2 separate regions of the Rattus norvegicus genome follow, and region 2 is linked to region 1. A link is a contact called in public Hi-C data. All regions are on one chromosome and are shown on one strand. Each heading gives the region's core, a stretch centred on a gene start, on an enhancer-like site or on the middle of the called end of the contact. The rest is flanking DNA. Distances are from core to core; before and after follow the strand shown.

What was found. A called contact is a pair of places that touch in the nucleus more often than the background predicts.
Region 2: a contact with region 1 is called in a Hi-C map of the A7r5 cell line, with 8 times the contacts expected there. The contact joins the enhancer-like site here to the promoter of Sulf1 in region 1. A contact is called at or near these places in 8 of 12 Hi-C or Micro-C datasets (the A7r5 cell line, the Rat2 cell line, Schwann cells and 5 more).

The regions. Positions count from the first base shown.
Region 1 is chr5:11,306,342-11,310,856 of GRCr8, reverse strand. Sulf1 (sulfatase 1) reads left to right here and starts at 2,235. Exons shown (of 22, transcript NM_134378.3): 1 at 2,235-2,404.
Region 2 is chr5:12,275,522-12,280,036 of GRCr8, reverse strand. The region is part of intron 7 of C5h8orf34 (similar to human chromosome 8 open reading frame 34); the gene reads left to right. Among named protein-coding and RNA genes, the nearest start is that of C5h8orf34, 280 kb to the left of the region's middle. Within about 2 kb of position 2,001, at least 3 of the 93 cell types and tissues checked have an H3K27ac peak or open chromatin away from gene starts, as enhancers often do. A contact at or near this core is called in the A7r5 cell line, where this site is marked.

The DNA.
Region 1 (4,515 bases), core at 986-3,485:
TTGAGCTGATTTCCCCTAACAAAAACATTTCAAAACAAGAAAAAAACGCATCCTTGTGATTAGTTTTACTGTCCACCTGAAAGGTATCACAGCCCGCCACTACAAAGGGACACAGAACAAGCATGGGCCAGCATCTACAGCAGCCTTGAACTTTTTACTTAAAACAAGTATTAAATGGGATAAATAGCTGGAAAAAAAATCAAGAAAAGAGACGGAATCGCCAAAATCTAATGAAAAGCTCTATAGTGGAATGTAGAATGAAAAGTTCGCGTTGAAAAGCGTCTCAAACAATAACGTAAGTCAGAGACAGGACCCCTTGGGAAATGTCTCCTGGAAGGGAGGTTGCAAGCCCAGGATGGATGAAACATATTGATTTAACACCTTGACGGTTTCTTAAGTTTTACTTTTGTAACTCAACTTACAGTTTAAGAGATTGCAAACTGACTTAATAATGTCTCCCCGGTCTTTGCTTCTATGCCGTTGAGGCAGTCCAGATTTCCAGCCTGAGGTCTGGCTGAATTAACTATCACCCACTCCTCCAAAAACAAGACGGAATAAAATTGCCCGACAGTAATTGGCACTATTAAAATTTTACGGTGCCCCAGGGAAGCGTTGGGCCTGTCCTGCCAATTGCACTGTTGACAATGTCTGTGTTGCTTATGTATGTGGATGTGGGTGCCTGGAGTCCTGGGTAGCTTAGTGAGTTTGTGATACATTGTAAAGCGGACACCTTATAATCACTCTGGGAAGATAATAAGCAAATGAAGTCAGAACTCCCACCTCCCCACCCGCCTCCCCTTCCTTTTTCCTGAGGACACAGTAGGGGAGATATCACTCCAGCAAGCTCTCCTTTCCTCCTCTCTGTGCTTTGTAAACTTGCATCGGGAGAAAGTGATATATAACATCACAGAAACAGGTGAAGCAGAGAGAGCCAATCAGCCAATGTGGCTTCTTACTGAAAAAAAAATCTTTTTATGACATGGATACGCCAAATATCAGCTACCTATTTGTAATCTGGACTTCTAAACCTTCCTCCCATCCCCTCCCCCACTCCCATAAGTGATCGGTTTTCTCACCACAAAGCTCAAAAGGTGTAATATTTAAATGTTAGCCTCCAACAGGCACAGCTAGGCAGTAGGTGGTATTTAAAATTCCTCTTTACTCTTTAAGATTATCCAAATTCCTTGAATGTCTGATGGAATTTTTGAAAGGATAAGATTTTTTTTAAGTAAGGAATTTATTTCTCAAAATCGTCTTATCTGTAACAAATGTAATACTTTTCTGAGTCAGGTTATCAATGTAATTACTTTTATAAGAACAATTTTCAGAGAAACTACCTTTTGAGAAAAAAAAGTACACAAGAAGGATGTATTAAACACCCCCAAATTGAAAACACTTCAAGGCAAAATAGTTAATGAGATGCTCGGGCTACGTGGATGTTATAAGCACAATTAACTAGAAACCAATAAAAATAATTGCTGGCAGAGTGTAGCCTTCTAGTTCCAGGAGCTGTGGTCCAGAGACGGCTGTGGATGTAGGAAGTGATTAAAAGCCAGCTTTATCTGGGAAAGCGTGAGCTGCTTTGGAGAAGTAGAGCGAAATGGTTTTCATTGACCATCTCTGCTTAGCCGGAGAGACACGTGAAGAGCCCAGGGAGAAAAAGAAGTTTCGGCTCAAAGCTGCGACACCACCCCCCAAGCCCTTCCAGGAATGTTGGAGGCTGCCGCCCCCAATCAAAGGGAGGTAGGAGTTTAGATTTCAAAATGTAGATGTCACATTTCAGTGCAAACTACTCCCACATTTAACACTTTATCAGCATGACAAGAAGAATCTTTTATCTCCCGTGGAGTGATGGGGGGAGCGGCTGGCTGAGGACATTGCCCTCAATAGACGGGCTGTAAAAGATTTTTAGTGTTCCTGGGCATCCCACCGAGAACCCCCTCCACCCACCGAGGAGCACAGAGACTTGTGAAAAGTAAGGCACAACTGGCCACCAGAATAATTCATCCGCTCTACCTTCCCCGCCGCACCTCCCACTCCTCTTTTTGTAGCAGTCCTTTCTCTCCGAAAATCTCAGGTTACTTGGCTGGGGAGTTCTCCGACCTCCCCGTCCCTGCCCAGCCCTCCGCCTCCAATCGGTGCGAGACTCTCAGTCCCAGCAATTGGATTGGGCAGCCTGTCTTGACACAGCACTGTGCTGAGTGCTTGAGGACGTGTTTCAACAGATGGTTGGGGTTAGCGTGTGTCATCACATTCGAGTGGGGATTAAGAGAAGGAAGGCTGCCCTGCTGGAGCTGTGTGGTCTTCTCCAAGTGAGAGTTGCAGGCAAAATCCAAGTACTTGGCTTTGGGGAAGAGGAGGAGGAATTCATTTGCAGCAGCCACAAGAAACGCTGTGTTTTCAGGTAAAGTAAAAGACACCAAATCAATTCTCTCTCTCTCTCTCTCTCTCTCTCTCTCTCTCTCTCTCTCTCTCTCTCTCCCCTTCCTCCTCTCTCCCTCTCTCCTCTCCTATCCCCTCCCTCTCCCTCTCTCTCTTTCTCGCTCTCTCCCTCTCTCTCTCGCCGTAGTTTGGAATGTAATGCTAGCCCAGCACACTTGTCAAAGCCGGTCCTCGCCGTTCCATCAATGCTGCTATTGTACGGCTGACAGATAACAGTGCTCATAGCTCCGGCTCGGCTATCTTTGTAGCGCTAACGCTTCTCGGACGTTGCTTTGGAAGGTGTAACGAAGAAACTGTCTTTGGGAGCCTGGGTGCCATGAGGTCCCCGTTATAGTCGCAAAAAAGTAGGTGCGGATTGCTCATCAAGGATGGGCAAGGCCAAGAAAGCGTTTGTTTTAGCTCTCACCATTAAAGAGTTCACTTTGAAGCTGTTGCGTTCCCCTTCTCAAAAAGGAAAGATTCTTAGGGTCTATGGTCAGCCGACAGAGTCGGAAACGCTTTGTTAACCGAATTTGTGCAAGGTAGATTGGGTCGATTTGGGATGGAGCCCAAATGGGTTTTTAATCATTTTTGGAAACTAAGTCTGGTTGGGGCTGGCTACCGTCGGTGCAGCCTTTGGGTCGGCTCTGAAACCCAAATGCTCAGAACTGGAAGCAAAGCAAATAGGGAAGTAGGAGGAAGTCGCTCTCTAACGTAGCCCAGTGCCGCTGCAGAGGGAGCAGATGGATGTAATTCACTTGCAGATCTGTGTGTGAGTTTTACAAGTGAGGAAAAACTGAAGGAGCCTATCTGGGATGGACCATTGAAGTCGATGCGTTTATAGGCTTTAAACAATGTTAATTAAATGTAAATAGATGTTCAGCTCTGCCTATAAACAAATAAACAAAAAGATTTTAATTACAAATTAGTCATTGGAAATTAATGGTCATCCGGGTGCCCAGCAACAGTGAGTTGTCATCTGATGTGCGGCTAACTGCTCTGCCAAAATCACCCACCAGGATTTAATTGAATGGAATATAACAAGGGACATTACATGCTACATCTTGTGTCATTAAAAAAAAAAGAGCCTTTCAAATTGGTGCCTTATTTTCTGAGGGATTGAAAGGGTATTTTTATTTTTTCAAGTGTTTGAGCAGGATGGGTGAGTCTGGGCTACTATTTTCACTGCACTCAGAGACTGACTTGCTCCCTGAGAAACCTACTCTTGTCCTACAGGGATTGGGAAATTGGGTAGAGCAATGCAACCTGGTCCTTACACTTGCAGGTGACAGATTTTTGTACAGAGCACTGCAGGTAGGAGCTATGTGATAGGCAGAGACGCCAGGGACGCTGTGATTTGACTTGAGGTCTCTAACGTTTGGTTTCAGTCTCATATTTTTGTAATCATAGAACTGATTTTTAAAAAAACCATCTTAAAAACAAAAGTTAAGACAAAACCAGTATCCCAGTACAGTGCTGAGGTGTCTGTTGTCCGGATGTCCTGCAGTCAAGGTCTGAACATCTTCAGTGAAGAGCATTGCCCCACAGTGATTCTGAGCGCTATCTGAGCCCCAATATTACATAACCAAAGGGTAATAGGACCTAGTTCATGAGCTGAAGCCGTTTGGAATTCCATTCATTCCTTATTAGTTTTGCTATGGAACTGAGGTTTCAAATGTGAATAGGGAAAGGGAGACAAATACCTCCCATCGTATCAGCATCAGCGCTCCTTACAGCATGGAGCAGGTTCAGAGCTTACTGACCAGGCCATTTTGGTACCCGTGTAGCATTATTTCATGACAAGGTAGAGCCCCGTTTTTGGGCTGGCTTTCACCCAAGGAGAGGTCCCACAATGGTATTCTAACAAGGGCAAGGACGAGCTTCTGCTTATGAATACAAAGTCTCAGGGGCCCCATGAGCCTCTGCCTGGAGACTGAGCATCAAGCTGGCTGGTCGGGAAGCAGATAATATGGAAGACTTCTCTTTTCCCACCCCAAAGAACCACCTGTCCAAGGCAGCAGGGCGTTAACCAGACACAGTGCTGGAACATAGGAGTTCATACCTGGAAGACACACGCTTCGGTTCCGGCTCCCT
Region 2 (4,515 bases), core at 752-3,251, 970 kb before region 1:
ACAAAACCCACATACGGTATATGCGCTCACTGATAAGTACTTATTAACCCAAAATCTTGGATTACCCAAGACACAATCCACAAACAACATGAAGCTCAAGAAGAAGGGCAACCAAAATGTGCAGTTCAGTTCTTCTTACAAGGGGGAACAAAATACTCACAGCAGGAAATACAGAGACAATATGTGGAGCAGAGACTAAAGGAAAGGTCATCCAGAGACTGCCTCACCTGGTGGATCCATCCCATATACAGTCATCAAACCCAGACAATTTTGTGGATGCCAAGAAGGGCATGCTGACAGGAGTCTGATGTAGCTGTCTTCTGAGAGGCTCTGCCAAAGCCTGACATTACAGAGACAGAAGCTGGCAGCCAATCATTGGACTGAGTAGAGGGTCCCCAATGGAGGAGTTAGAGAAAGGACTGAAAGAGCAGAAGAGGTTTGCAACCATATACGAAGAACAACAATATCAACCAACCAGACTCCCAGAGCTCCCAGAGACTAAACCACAAACCAAAGCGTACACATGGAAGGACCTATAACTCCAGCCCCATATGTAGCAGAGGATGGCCTTATCAGGCATCATTGGTCCTTTCAAGGTTTGATGCAGGAAGAAGTGGGTGGGTGAGTAGGGGAACACACTTATGGAAGCAGAGGGAGGGGAAAGGAGTAGGGGGTTTCTGGAGGGGAAACCAGGAAAGGGTATATTTGAAACATAAATATAAAAAATATCCAGTAAAAGAAAAGAAAAAAGAAATCATATGTAAGTTGGACATTTTGCAAACTTATTATACGTGGATATGCACATAAATCAATTCATTTCTTAAGGCATTTCTTTTTTTAAAAAAATAGTTATTTGCCAGGGATGGTGGCATAGGCTGCCTGCAATCTCCTGTTGCAGGAGGCAGAGGTGGGAAAGCCCCAGGTATTCTGAAAAACACAATAAAACCTTGTGTCAGAAAATTGTAGTTAATTTCTAAAACTATATATCTTTTTACTGTGACTACTTTAGGTGCTCACACGAAGTATTTATAAATGCCTCCATTGCTTTATAGAAAATTTTAAATACTTCCTGTCTTAAGTGGTGCCTACTCTCAGTATCCTCCTCAGATCTGTCAGTATCAGCAGCCTCAGGCATAGACTTTGAGGTCCCACATATACCTGTTAAATTATCCTCTTCAATTTACTCAGATCACGTCTGGTTTATATGGTACAAAACGTAAAATTGAAAATAGAATTTCAAGAGTCAACTTGAAGATAGGCGTAGTGGTTTTTGTCTGTAGTTATAGAGTTCAAAACGTGGTAGAGGAGGTTATAATGTCTAGGACATCCTGGGCTACATAGTGAGTTCCAGAGCAGGTTGAACTGCACAGACATAACCCAATTTAAAAAGGCATAATAATAAACTCAAGAATAATTACTACTAATTAGGTTAATTTAAACATATGCCAGTACTGTAATGAGCAAAGCAGAATTCTGTAATAGTAAAAGTATTAAATTCCTCTATGAATTTGTGTATTACTTTGCACATTTTGAGTCATTTTATTATCTACTCAAACATGCAAATAACCAAAACATCTTTTAAAATGCACGTTACACACTGACTTTAAAATAGCCTTGCACTGTTAAAAGTGAGGTGAAAGAGAAAATGGAGGCAAACTTACCAAAACTACTTTGTTCTATAAATTCGCTGCACCACCAGGGGGTGCTAATGCTTTTTATTTGCAATTTTCCAACACTTTCAGGAAGTCCCACAAAGGGAAACCTTGGCACAGGCTGTTAAAATGGAAACCTGCGTTACAAATGAAAGGTGCTGCACGCTATGCCTTTATGCAAAATTAATAATTAAAGAAACGTTTCTGAAAACGTTCTTATGCAACTTTTTTGTAAAGTTTGGAGAACAGATTAACATATAAATACTGAAGAAATGAGCTGCAGTGTAATCATCGTGCGAGGTGAACAGTGTAAGAGATGGCCACCACTGTCTATATGCTTCTGTGTACTTCCGGTGTCATTTCCCAACACGACCACAGCGAGATTGCATCTATACTCAGCTTAAAAATAACTTTAAAAGTGAAAGGAAAAGGAAGGAGAAAGGCGGGAGCTCATTTGCTAGATTATTCTGATTTTAAATTTTACTGGAAGCAAAGTTAAATTTTAGGACACAAAAGCAAAAGGTTTGGAATCCTGTGAATGGTCATCATCGTTTACAATGTTGAGATAGTCTCTCTCCTGTCCTGCCTTTATTAACAACATTAGGAGCCTAATAAGAACTGGAGTCGTGGTGGGCTCCTGATTATACCTGTTTAGTTAGATCTACCCCAAGTGAGTGGCAGACAAGAAACCTAAACTACTCTAAGTGTTCTTCAGTTAGGAGATGTTGAGTCTTTGAAATCACGGGATTGGCGTGGTGTGATAGTTCTAATAAGGTTTGGAGCAAACCAGTGCAGGTGGCTTTCCTTGTTAACTTTCTTCTAAGTAAGACCTAAGAGGAGGGAGAAGACAGACAGACAGAGGGAGAGGGAGAGAGGTTGTCACTGATACAAATACATCGCATCTTAAGCATTTAACTTACTAGCAGGCTTTTAACTTTTACTCACACTTGAATTACTCAAGTACAGGTAAATTCGGCACAATTGCATGCGTAATCTAAATTTCATTCGTTGTTTTTCTAATTATGGGAAAAGACCTTTCTTGGAGCTGTTAAAATTCAACAAATGGCTATGACACCTAACCTTATACCCTTTGGCCTGTATCCACGTCAAGTCACAGTGACTTAACGTGAAAATAACAGGCTTTCTATGGGTTACGTTTCAGAAAGCTCAGAGGTTCACAGATTATGCTCACCTCATTAAAACACGGGGCATTTTTCAAAATTGCATACAAAGCAAATTTCCTCGGTGTCAAACGAGCATTAAAGGTTAACTCATATTTACTGCTACTTTGGGCTCTGACCATCAACGCTGGTTCTCCTCTCCTCTTCAGTAATGTGGTCATAACCGAGCATGCTGCTGCTCCTCTCTGGTAACAGCGTGGCTTTTCTTTGGTGCATCTTGAGGAGGAGGAAGAGATCTGTGAGGGTCTCAAGGGTCGATTAGCAAATGTTGTGGGAGCGGATAATGAAAATAGTTTCATAGGAATGAAAGTGTAAATATCTTCCATCCTTGAATCTAGAAAGAGAAACAAGAAATGGAACCTGATATTTCTTTACATGCTTTCCTTCTGGCTTTGTCTCTCTCTACCCAATATCTGAACTATTGGCCTGGCTTTTCTTCCCTTCAAGGCTAGTCTAAAGTATTTATCTGACTCTGGTAAGAACAGGTTGGGAAGCCAAATTTCTTTACTTCATTTATTTCAATGAAACCAAGCGTTTCCCAGCTTGTGTCTGTAGCGTGCTCCGCAGAGCTGCAGCAGCACCCAGCTTGCTAACGTACACTCTGTCCCCTTTTTGCTCATGGTCAAAGGCCAGGCCGGACAGCCCGGAGGGCAGGACAAACTTCTAAGGGCTGATTCAATTAGTGAGTTCCAAGAGATGGCAAATTCGTGCTGTAGGTGTTTCTGGCTTCCTAGCCTGCACCTTGGAGTTCCAACAGTTGCCCCCAAATAGCATGGCAGTTTTCATCTCCTTAATTCCCAGGACAAGCTCTTAGCCTATCACAAAGGATTCAGACAAAGTCTTTGGATTATATTGTGTTGATGCCAATGAAACTTGGGCTGTTTATATCGTTTACTTTTAGAGAAATCTAAGATTAAGTACTTCACAAATGGCTGTTTGATTGGGGTTTGCATAGAAGCTAGAAGACTGCTCAACAAGTGATGTGTTTATAAACAGATAAAAAGAAGGGGGATAAGTTCTACGGTGTTAAAGTCAGGTATGGGGGGAGGGGGTGTCTCTGCAGGCCCATGCTGAGGCATCTCATGGGGAGGGGAGGCAAGAGGGTACTAGAGACAGAGAAAGGCAGAGAGAGAATAGAAAAGTAGAGAAGTCGAGGCCGGCTATAAACACGGAGAGAGGCGGGGGACAAAGACGACAGAGCAGGAGCAGGAAAGCAAGGGCAAGAGAGGAACAAGAGAGAGCAAGAGACAGAGGAGGGGGCAAGCAGCCCCCTTTTATAGTGAGTCAGGCATACCTGGCTGTTGCCAGGTAACTATGGGGCGGAGCTAAGAACAAGAATTTTACTAGAAGAACAGATGGCAGAGTTGGCGCTGTCACCAAAGACCTACATTTTATTTATATTGACAAAGGCGTTCATGTAGCTTAGGCTGGCTCTCAAAAGTCAAAGCTGGCGTTGAACTACTGTCCGCCTGTTTCCTTCTCCAAAGTGACGGCATTTTGTGCATATACCACCGTGTCTAGCTAAAGTCTTTCAAAATATGAAAAAAAAAAGAGGAAAAAGGGAGAAAATGAGGAGAAAGAAGTGAGGATGGGAGAGAAGCAGAGTGTTAAAGTGTTCACAACCCCTGTGTGTGGTGGTTTGCACCAGAATGGCCCCATCGACTCATACATTCATGACTGCT